Regions from separate parts of the Gossypium hirsutum genome. Here region 2 is linked to region 1. Evidence: chromatin contacts called from public Hi-C data. All regions are on one chromosome and are shown on one strand. Each heading gives the region's core, a stretch centred on a gene start, on an enhancer-like site or on the middle of the called end of the contact. The rest is flanking DNA. Distances are from core to core; before and after follow the strand shown.

Region 1 (5,627 bases), core at 1,388-3,887:
CAAGCATAGAATCAAAATTATAAAAAAAAAATGAAATAAATATTGGGGTAACAAAATAAAGAAGATAACTATCACTCATCGATGCGAAATTGAAGCTCTTCTAGTTCTTACCGATTAAGTGTTAAAAGTATGTCTTATTCGGCTTATTCAAGTTTGGAACACATTCCAGAACACGAGATGATTTGGAAAATGTTACGAGACCCGAAAAACTAAATTAAAGTAAAAAATGGAACTTAATTGAAATATGAGTAAACTTAAGCTCTATCAAACCCGACCCAACTTGCCATTTGCCTTATTATTTTTATATATATTAACTCATAACAAATAAGAATTAAATATCTATAATATAAACATTAAAAATAATATAATTTGAGAAAAATTAAAAGATACATGATATAAGCAAATCTAAAACAAGCTTAGATTAAATATTCAAAAATATAGTCAGAAAATTTTAAGATACAAATTTTAAGTGAAACAGAGCTTGATAAAATATAAAAAATTCTAATATAATATATATAAACTCTGACGTAAGAATAATTTTAGTGTGCATCGGCTACAAAACTATGCAGTATGAATGGCATTCTTCACCGTCTAAGTCCGGGTACGTAGGCTGAAAAACAAAGTCAAGCATAAAATAACTTGATCACTCATCTTCAATACAGAGTTCAAGGTTTAATGATAACGCATAAAAAGCAAAAAAAGATACACGGCCGATGGCCATTCAGTCCATACAAATGCCTTCAAAATCAACATACTACCTATGTAAAAACAGATAATAACTGGGTAAACTTATCGCTTTCCACCACCACCACCAAGCTTGGGACCTTTGGGTGCACCACCCTTTGGAGGGTTACCCTTGCCTTGTGTCTTCTGTTGCTTCGCTGCTACTTCTGCCTTCTTTGCCTTCTTTTCATCCTTAGTCTTCTTGATCCTTTCCTTGATTTCTCTGAACAATAGATTAAACAGTAAAAATCTCAGTAAATATAAACCATATTACATGTCGAAATCAGCAATGAAATGGAATGGGTGCAACTTATAATGAACAAACACACACCGGAGAGCAGCTTCCCTGGCTGCATCACGAACTTCGGGTTTCTCACTCCTCTTCTTCTGGATAACCTCTAAGGTGGCACCCACAATGGATCTGGAGTATGGCTTCTTTGCAGTACGTCTCCTCTTCTTCACAGCTTCTTGGGCAATGTCCTAAACATATGCATCAAGTAGCAAAACTAATATGAGAAAGGGCATGAGAACAATATATTGATAAAATAATCTGATTTTGCAAAACTTTTATAAGATAGATGGCAGCGATAAAAAGAGATGCCAAAACATCAACATTTTGTAAAAGAAGTCAATTTCCAAAAAATACATGATTCTGCTCACAACCAAAATGCCACAGGTAAGGCAAATGAAACCCAAAAATAGTTTTTCTGAAAGAAAACCTGCTTATGATGCTGACACTCACCTTCTTGTGTTGCTTCCTGTACATGGCCGTCCATGTAAGTTTTGATGGCTTCAGGCGGTTGTGGAAGTACCTCTTGCATTTTGAATTGGAAAAGAGGAAGACCTAAACAAATTGATGAAGATCACAGTTCATTGCTAGTACCACAACACAGTATCAACCACTTGAAATCAGAACTAGATGAGAATTTACCTGGGAATCACCACGAACAAATCTGATGCCTTTCCCAGGGTATATCTTGGCACCACTAAATCGGCAAAGCTCCGTCCTAGCATGCCAACAAAATACAATCAATTGCAATGTCTACAAAACCTACTAAATAAATAATACCAATCAGCTTCTTTTAAACTGAATATAGCTCTCTACGCATGAACATAACCATTGACTCAGAACATCACACAATTAACTAAAACAACTATATGATTTTCCAAAAGCCTAGCACTTCATTACAAAACTAGCTGAATATAAATCAATGTTACTCGAACTTGGGTGTGTACAGAGTTCTGTCTGAAACTGTAAATTCAAAGCTGTTTCATGTATTTGGAAGATGTTTGGAGGATCATATAACATACCCATTACAAGATAAGTGTCTGATATGTGTGTCAAATACAGGTCTAAAGGCCATAGACAAGGGAAAATTTAAACTGATTTTCCATTCCCAAGATATATTTATTTTTCCAAAAAAACTAAACCAATATACTCCAACTATCTTCATTAATTAAAAAACCTTAGCTTCAATGAACCAATTGAAGCTCGTATAACAAATAACCAATAAACTAAAATCCCGCTAACATGGAAATGAACATGTAAATAGAACTAATAAAAACAAAAAAGTAATAGCTGAAAGTTCAATTCCCCGCATAATACTAAATAAAATCAATCAATCGCCATATTAGAATATGGAATAAAACAAAATGAAAGGAAGACCTGGCCGTAGGCAGATCTTTTTGGGGGGTATATTTTCTAAGATCATACCAATTACTCGTGATTAAAGAATAATTTGAAGGGAAAGAGGAAGAGATAAGGAACGTACTTGAGAACCATGGCTGCTGCTCTTTGCACCGGAAGAAATCCCTTGAAACCCTAGCGGCGTTGCAAATGTAGATCAAAGGTTTGGGAATATGATGGCCCTTATATTGTGTTAAATTCACAAAACTACCGGCCCAGAGCGGGCCGCTGCATACATTAAAGTGGCCATTGTTAACAAATAACCAAACCATCGGTCCAAATGACAGATAACCAAGCCCAAACTATTTCTTGTTCACCTTTTTATTATAAAATTATGAAAAATAAACATTGCCCTATTCTTTTTTTTCCCTCACAAACATGATCAACAAGGCTACAATTTTAGTAGTAAATTTGGTCTAAGTTATCGCTAACATCATGTTCGTTTGGGGGAGCAGGAATGTGTTACATATTAATTGGCAGTGAGGATTTATTACATCTGTTTTAAAAATAATTTTATTCTGTAAAAAGATAGCATCTCTAAACTTTTCCTTTATCACTGAATAGCAATTCAACACAAGTGAAAACTCTTTTTTTTTTCTATTTCCAATTTTTACCCCTCGCCTTTTTAAACATCCTCTTTACTTCCTTACTTTCTTCTTTTTCTTTTTCCTTTCATTAGAATTAGAATCACGCTATTTGATGGGTTTTCAAATTTATTGCAACTAAAAACTAAACTAAGGTTTCTAACTCTCTTTTGCTCTCTTCTCTCGATTTTATAATGATAAATTAAATCATAATCTGTCCAAAATTTATAATAGCAAAATAAAAAAAAACTAAAAAAAATTAACTGATTGAATCTAAACTCGATTGACATAAATTTTAATATCAATATAAAAGGATGTGAATTTAATTACGTTGAAATATACTCCTATTTAAGAGTTAAGAAGAACTATCTCTTATTTAAGAGTTAAGAAGAACTATCTCTTATCTTAAATAGGAAGTATGGATCTCCATTAACTTAATCATCGTCACAATTTTACAACCCGAGTTCTTGACATGAGCAAATGAACAGCCATGTTTGAAGTAGAAATAAAAATTTTCGCCAACTTTTTTGCTCAGAACTCATAATTATATCAAATTTTTTTATCTAATAGGTCATTATTTATTTGACTTAAAATAAAATATGTCCAGGCAACTCAAATCGGGTGTGTGTGGAAAAAAGTTGGGTCAAAACCTTAAACCTTATATCATTAGTATATTATCATATATATAGATTTTTTTGGGGAACTATCATAGATATATAGATAAATCATACACATTTTCAATTACGCAAAGAGTTTCTAATTCATTAAAGGCTTTGTGGAAAAGCTAAAAAAATAATACTAATTTTATCTATTGTCTTCATGAAAATTGAAGTAAAAACCGTCATGATGATATGAAAATTTACTCGGAAGAATTAGTATGATTTTGGGGCAACGAATCGGCTTCGTTTACATTTCAGCGATCTATCACCAACAGGAGCTTGCATTTATATCCTTCTTTCAGACGCAGCATCTATCAATTCATTACTGTTAATTTCGGCTTCCGAACTCATTGCTAAGGTAAGAACATGAATTGGCTTCACAATGAAGACATGATTTCTAGAACCAAAACTCACACCCTAGCCATACTTCCCATTATCCTTCAAACACCCAGAAATGCACATTCGTCCCAGAATTCATACTGTTCTGTTTATTTAGAAGATATGCAACAAAGAACGTACTTGTATTACAAAAAGATAACACAAACAGAAGTTAAAACAATGAAAAGCAACGCAAATATTCCACCCCTATATTAAGGGTGTGTGCAGTGTGAGATCACATTTTGGTTTTGCTGGAGCGATCACGAATAACGCCTTCCTCCCCAACACGCCCAACATCATTGAATGTTTCATCAGATGATCTCAGTGTAGCATCAACGGCTCCTGCCGGGGATTCTTCAACCTTAATCACTATCGTCTCTGAAAACCCTTCACGACCGTGGCGTTTCGCATCATCATCATAAGTCTTCCTTCTACCTTCATCACCTCTCAGCTTCATCTCTTCCATCTTCTGTCTAGCTGACTCCGTCGTTTCACTCAATGTCTCCTAGATAATTTAAGCAACATTTTGAGTACATTTTCAATATGAGAAAATTAAAAAAAATAAAGTTGGAATAAATAAGGTCATCACCTTGGTGTTCTGTGCAGTCTCGGATGCCTTCTGCTTCGTTTCTTCCGTCTTCCCAGTGAGGAAATCCATAGCCCTCTTAGCAGCGTCTGCAGCTGAATCTTTCAACTCCCCAAGCTTACTAACTGTTGTATCCTTACCTTCCTTTGCTTTCTCCGCTGCATATTCCGTCCCCTGTTTTGTCTTCTCAGCTGTCACGTCCTTCGCTTCCTTCGCTTTTTCAGCTGCATAGTCTTTATACTCGGTCGCTTTTTCCATTGTAGTATCTTTTGCTTCCTTAGCTTTCTGTGCTGCGTAGTCTGTAAACTCGGAAGCCTTCTGCGCTGTCGTATCCTTTGCTCCCTTGGCTTTCTCAGCTGCATAGTCCTTATATTCAGTCGCTTTTCCAATTGCGGCATCCTTTGCATCCTTAGCTTTCTGTGCTGCATAATCTGTGTACTCAGAAGCTTTTTGGGCTGTAGTATCTCTTTCCTCCTTGGCTTTCTGAGCTGTATAATCCTTATATTCAGCCGCTTTCCCCATTGTAGCATCCTTTGCATCCTTAGTTTTCTGTGCTGCATAGCCTGTATACTCGGAAGCCTTCTGTGCAGTGGTGTCTTTTGCGTCCTTAGCTTTCTGGGTAGCGTAATCTGTATACTCAGAAGCCTTTTGGGCTGTGGTATCTCTTGCCTCCTTGGCTTTCTCGGCGGTATAATCCTTATATTCAGTCGCTTTCCCCATTGTAGCATCCTTTGCACCCTTAGTTTTCTGTGCTGCATAGTCTGTATACTCGGAAGCCTTTTGTGCTGTGGTGTCTTTTGCGTCCTTAGCTTTCTGGGCAGCATAATCTGTATACTCAGAAGCTTTACCTGTTACAGTGTCTTTGGTTTCTTTTGTCCTCTGGGCTGCTGTGTTTTTCGTCTCCTTTGCCTTCTGAGCGGCGTAATCTGTATATTCAGCAGCCTTCTCCTTCGTAGTATCCATCTGTTTGGCCTTATCAGCACTCTGGTTTGCTTTCTCAGCTGCATAGT
Region 2 (5,936 bases), core at 1,463-3,962, 150 kb after region 1:
TATACAATATTATTTTTCTCTCTTTATATTATTATTAATATCATCATTTTTAATATTATTGTTTTTAAGTTTTTTTTACCATGCTTATTTATTTCTTTGTTTAATATTAGTCATTTTCAGTTTTAGTTTTTTCTGCTTATTATTATTATTTCTATTTTTTGCTGATTTATTTTATTTTATATTATTTTTCTCCTTTGTATTGTTATTTACATTAACGCATTTAGTATTCTATTATGCATGTAAATACCTTAATTTATTTTTCATTCTACCACTAAAATTATCATGTTACATTTTACTCGATACATTTAAAATTATGTTTTTTTTTAAAATGAGCATTATTTCGTATTTCGGGATTGGAAAATTGTGCCATAACTTACTGGGTTCCAATTTTCCTCGTTGAATCTAAGTAACCGAGTACCCTTTTTCAATCAAAACGTATAAATTTCAATAAAACCTTATTCTCAGGAATTCGAGGTGTTGTGTCCTAACTCACTGGATATGACATTTTGTATCTCAAGATAAAGATTTCTAAAAAATAAAGGCAATATCCTATGTTTGGAATTTTGATAAATCGTGCCTTAACTTACTGGGTTCCAATTTTTCATTTGACCCAAATAATTAAATATCCTTTTTAAACTTCACTGCATGAGTTTTAAAAATCAAAAGATAAGTTCAATTTCGAAAATGTGAAATGTTGTATCCTAACTCACTGGGTATGACATTTTATTTCTTCGAAATAAGAGGGCCTTAGCATCCAATTTAATTTATTCAAGTGTTCTTTTTAAGTAAAAGGATTGTATTATAAAATCTTTTCAAATTTTCGACATTAAGATATTAATTAATAAATTAGGTACCAATTTTAGGCGTTACGAGGGTGCTAACCCTTCCTCGTGCGTAACCGACTCCCAAACCCTTTTGCTCGAATTTCGTAGACCCAAAATCATTGTTTTAATAAATCAAAATGTTTTATTAAAATGATAAATCTCAAGGTGATCCGATCACACCTCGAAAAAAGATCGGTGGCGACTCCATTTTTTATTTTAAGTCGACTCCCATTTTTCAAATTAAAAATGGTTTCGACAGGTATTATTTTTGATGGGTTTGTAATTTTTTTTAATTTTTCAACTATTCATTAATTAGTATTACATGTCTTTAATTAATCTGAATTTATTATTTTTTTCTTTTTCGATATAATACAAGTTTAAACTTATACACTCATTCACGTATATTCTACGCTACCACCACACAGGTGAATTTATGGATCGAACTCCCTGAACATGACTCGTGTAAATTCTCTTCAACCAATAGACCTATTTTTAGAGTTGTTAGACTAAATGTTATCATATTTGTGTGAATATATTACTTTAATATAAATTAGATATATTAACTTAGATTACACTCTATTTATAATAAATTAGAATTTATAAAGAATAGTTACTCCTTTAATAATTACAATTTTATGCATTTATTTTGTGATATCTAAATGCAGCTAAATTAATTGTATATTGTAAAAGCACGTCAATACACCCTATTTAGTTAAGAAGGCTAACGAACGACTAACGAGCTTTTTCTAGATTAGGTTGCAATTATAATTTTACGCGCTTTGAGGCTGGGATCTATTCAACTTTCTATTGTGGGCTTATCCCATACATTTTTGTTTTGGGCTTATGACGTTTTTTTTTTTTTTAAAGTTAGTTAACAACTACAATACACTGAAATATAACCAAGGCGGAGTCACAGGTCGGCATCATTAAAATGAAAAAAAAAATATTTCCATCCTTTACCATTTATAAAATTTTAAATTAATAATATTTAAATTACATTTTAATTCTTAAAAATAATAAAAATTTGATTTCATCCTTTAAAAATTATAAAAATATAGATTATTAAAATAATAAAATTATATTTTTATTATCGTAAAAATATATAATTTAATTCTCCTCATCCAAAAAAAATTTTTTAGCTCCGCTACTAAATATAACACAAATATAAATATAAAGTAAAATTAAATTAATATAATACAAATCAATTAAGAATTAAAATTAGCTCATCGAATTAAAACTCATACATAATGAAATTGAAGATTCGTATACAATAATTAAACATAATGAGACTCGAACTTAAATATACATGATTGAATATTTTTTTTAGTATTAATTTAATATGGATATATGAATTGATAAAGTTAATATTCACAATACAAAACGAAGTGGACTATATTTTCCATTCTATATTAAATGATTTTTTTACAAATTTTTCACTTTAAAATGAACAAGAAAATGTGCTATTATTTTTATGTTATAATACCTAAACTTAGAGCGGCAAATTCAAGAAAAAGAATTGGCATATTTTTAAGTAAAATACAAAAAAACAGAAGAAAAAAAAACATATTGGTATTATCTCCTAATGATGATGGCAGTTGAATCTTTGTTTATCCAACCAACTATCCTTGGTGTACGTTAGAGTTTTGTCTCATGGTAGGCAATTAGATCCAGTTTGTTTGGGGCACCTGCTTATTCATCGACCAATTATTTTGAGCCACCTCAAAATCTTGTTTTCAAAGTTGACTTTTATGTACACGTGTCGTTGTGTTGGAACGGTCATAGTATGAACTTCAGTACACCAGAGTGTTGCTCTGCATGGGAAACAAAGACAATAATAAAGTTAACAAGTATGCTTCACAACAATGACTGGCAAGCTAACAATCTCCTTTTAGTCCAGTAATTCAATAGTTTGTAGTGTTTTTGCTACGCTATCTCTGAAAGTTTTCCTGATTAACTCAGACCGAAACAGATTTAGAAAAGAAAAGTGCTGGAAAAACAATGTTCAGGTTGCATAAAACAAGGCAAACACCGCCGCCAAGTAATAAATCAGGGGAAAAGATAGATTTTACGTTCTCCAATTTCAAACTGGTTCAGGTAATCATTCATTTCGTCCTCATCTTGTTCTTCTTCTATGTTCCATTTTACTTACATTATATGTGTGTGTGTGTTTTCTGGTGTTTTTATATAGGTACCAAAAGGATGGGACAGATTGATCATGTCGATAATCTCAATGGAGAATGGGAAAACCATGGCAAAGACAAGCAAAGCAGTAGTTCGAAATGCGAGTTGTCAATGGACAGAGACTTTGTCGGAATCTATTTGGGTTTCAAAAACAGTGATGGAAGATTGTTTCTTCAAACTTCTTGTTGCAATGGTAACTTTGTTAATGAAATACCGTTGGATCTTAGTTTACAGTTCTGTATATAGTTGTTGGAAACATGATCTGAACATGTTCGATTCAATTAAGGTGACAAATTAGATGATAAAAGAAGGATGAAAAGAAAATGAATATTGAAATTGTAGGGATCAGCAAGATCTAGCATTCTTGGAGAGGCGACAGTGAATATGACAGGCTATATAAATTCAACCATCACTGTTCCGGTCTCATTGCCATTAAAAAAATGCAACCATGGAACAGTTTTGCAGGTGATTTTTCAACGATCTTATTTCTTCTCTATTATTATTATTATTATTTGTTTTTTTACATTAAATGCATACCATTTAATTAGAAACATGAAGACAAAGGAGCCATTTGCTCGGTTCGCTAGTGGCTGGACCCGTTTTAAGGCGGTGGGGGCTGCCCATGTTAGTCAAGGTCCAATGAGTAAACCTCTTTTCCACTATCGCTAAATAGCATGCATTCATTGGGTTGGTTATGGCCCCTGTATCACAGATCATATTTTATTTAACATGTTACAACTTGGAACACATGACCAACAGTTGCATTAAAAACATAAGCTGGTACTTGTAATGATGATTTGATGGAAATATTTTCATATAAACAGATTTTGAGGTCGGTTAGTATTTTGGACATCACTTCAGTTTTAGCTGGTAGTTGTAAGCTGTTAGAAGATTCAAGTTTGGTCGAAACAAAAAAAAAAAGCGAAAGAGATATCTTAGGAAGATGGTTACCTCCTAAGTAATTTAGATTTTAGAGCAAATTTAATTACATGAACTAAATTAAAGTAGGACTTTTGATAATATGAATGAAACAGAAAATTGAAACACAGTTGTCTTTTTCTAACGAATATTGCACTTGTGATTCTGATATGCAGATGAAAATTCAATGTTTGACACCAAGACGAAAACCCATGTTTGTATCATTCCCTGCCCTTCCTTCCCTTGTTTTTTGTTTTCCTTTAAATGTTGTATTGGATCATAAACACTTGCACTGGATTATTTCAGGGACAATGAATCAAAGCAGACAAATTTCCATAAAGAAGGTAATAGCACTGAACACTCTCCTGATCTAAGCCTTACCTCGGATAGTCCAGAGAGTTTAATTGCAAATAGTGATGGGTCGTCCCCAAGTTCAGCCCCACGCCAAGAAGAACTCGTGAGTAGGGTACGTTAGAGTCTCATTATTGAAGCAATGGTTAGCATGTAGCAATCACATGTTTTATTATTATTATTATTATTATTATTATTATTTGGGTGTAATGATGTAACTTAGTTGTATTCCAACTAAGTTTGTTAGTGGTAGTAGGTAGTGATTTATTTTAAGTGGATGTAATGATGAAACTTAGTTGTATTCCAACTAAGTTTGTTAGTGGTAGTAGGTGGTGATTTATTTTAAGTGGATGTAATGATGAAACTTAGTTGTATTCAAACTAAGTTGTCAAGTTGTAATCTTGTATAAATAGGCTTTATGCCATTTTAAAAAAAATGAATGAATTCAATCAAGATTTCATCCATATACTCTCTATTTTAGCTTTGCTTAAAATTTATTTTATTTTTCTTCTTTGTTTCTGCCGCAAGTCTCGATTCTTGCTCGGCAAGCTTTTTGTTGAACCTTGTTATTTGTTGCACTTAGCTCCAACAATTGGTATCAAGAGCCTATTTCTTAAGGGATCTGTTATACAAATTCATGGCTTCATCAAGCTTTTCACCAGCTGCACCTCAAGTCTTTAATGGAGAAGGCTACCACATATGGGTGGTTAAAATGAAGACCTACCTACAAGCTTTCGATCTGTGGGAGGTAGTCAACTCAGATGTTGAACCAGAGCCACTTAGAGGCAATCCAACAGTGGCTCAAATCAGGCAGCATGCTGATGAGAGGACCAAGAGGCACAAAGCCATGTCTTGCATCTAGAACTCAGTGTCAGATGTGATTTTCACAAGGATTATGGCCTGTGAATCACCAAAACAAGCCTGGGACAAGTTGCAAGAGGAGTTTCAAGGGACAGAGAGGACAAGGCAGCAACAGTTGCTGAACTTAAGGAGAGATTTCGAGAATTTGAAGATGAAGGAAGAAGAAACTATCAAGCAGTACTCTGACAGGATTATGGCTGTGGTTAACAGCATAAGGCTCCTTGGAGAGCAGCTCAAGGAAGCTAGGATAGTGGAGAAGGTTATTGCAACTCTGCCCGAGAGGTATGAGGCAAAAATCTCATCTCTCGAGGACTCAAGGGACCTGTACACCATCTCCCTGACAGAGTTGATCAATGCTTTATATGCTCAAGAGCAAAGAAGAGCAAGCAGACTGGAGGAGCATCAAGAAGGTGCCTTTCAGGCAAGAACAAACACTGCCTACAAAGGCAAGAAGGCCTGGAGAGACAAGCCAAGGACTGATGTTGCAAGAAAAGAGGGTCAGACTTGCAAGCACTGCAAGAGGGCTGGTCATCCAAAAGAAAAATGCTGGTTCAATCCAGATGCTGTATGTCAGCATTGTAAAAAGAAGGGTCATGTTGAGAGAGTCTGCAAGATCAAGGCCAAATCAAGGCAGAGTCAGTTTCAACAGAAGAAAGCTGAGGCTCGAGTAGCTAAGGAGGACAGTGACCAAGAGGAGCAAGTCTTTGCTGTGTTATGCTCAGCTGCTCAAGAAAGGTTCTCATCTGGTTGGCTTCTAGATAGTGGATGCACCAACCACATGACACCTGATGCTGCAATCTT

The links. Hi-C and Micro-C count contacts between places; a contact is called where the count stands out from the background.
Region 2: a Hi-C map of leaf shows a contact between it and region 1, with 1.9 times the contacts expected there. The contact joins the promoter of LOC107908738 here to the promoter of LOC107889786 in region 1. A contact is called at or near these places in 2 of 34 Hi-C or Micro-C datasets (both in leaf).

What each region holds. Positions count from the first base shown.
Region 1 is chrA09:74,054,441-74,060,067 of Gossypium_hirsutum_v2.1, forward strand. LOC107889786 (60S ribosomal protein L24) reads right to left here and starts at 2,638. Exons shown (of 6, transcript XM_016814346.2): 1 at 2,496-2,638; 2 at 1,655-1,730; 3 at 1,466-1,567; 4 at 1,055-1,203; 5 at 759-946; 6 at 493-610. The coding sequence starts at 2,506. The coding sequence ends at 790. It overlaps LOC107889787 (embryonic protein DC-8), which reads right to left. Exons shown (of 2, transcript XM_016814347.2): 1 at 4,621-5,627; 2 at 4,119-4,536. The coding sequence ends at 4,267.
Region 2 is chrA09:74,209,208-74,215,143 of Gossypium_hirsutum_v2.1, forward strand. LOC107908738 (myosin-7) reads left to right here and starts at 2,713. Exons shown (of 7, transcript XM_041076704.1): 1 at 2,713-2,918; 2 at 3,013-3,198; 3 at 3,348-3,470; 4 at 4,100-4,137; 5 at 4,230-4,389. The coding sequence starts at 2,823.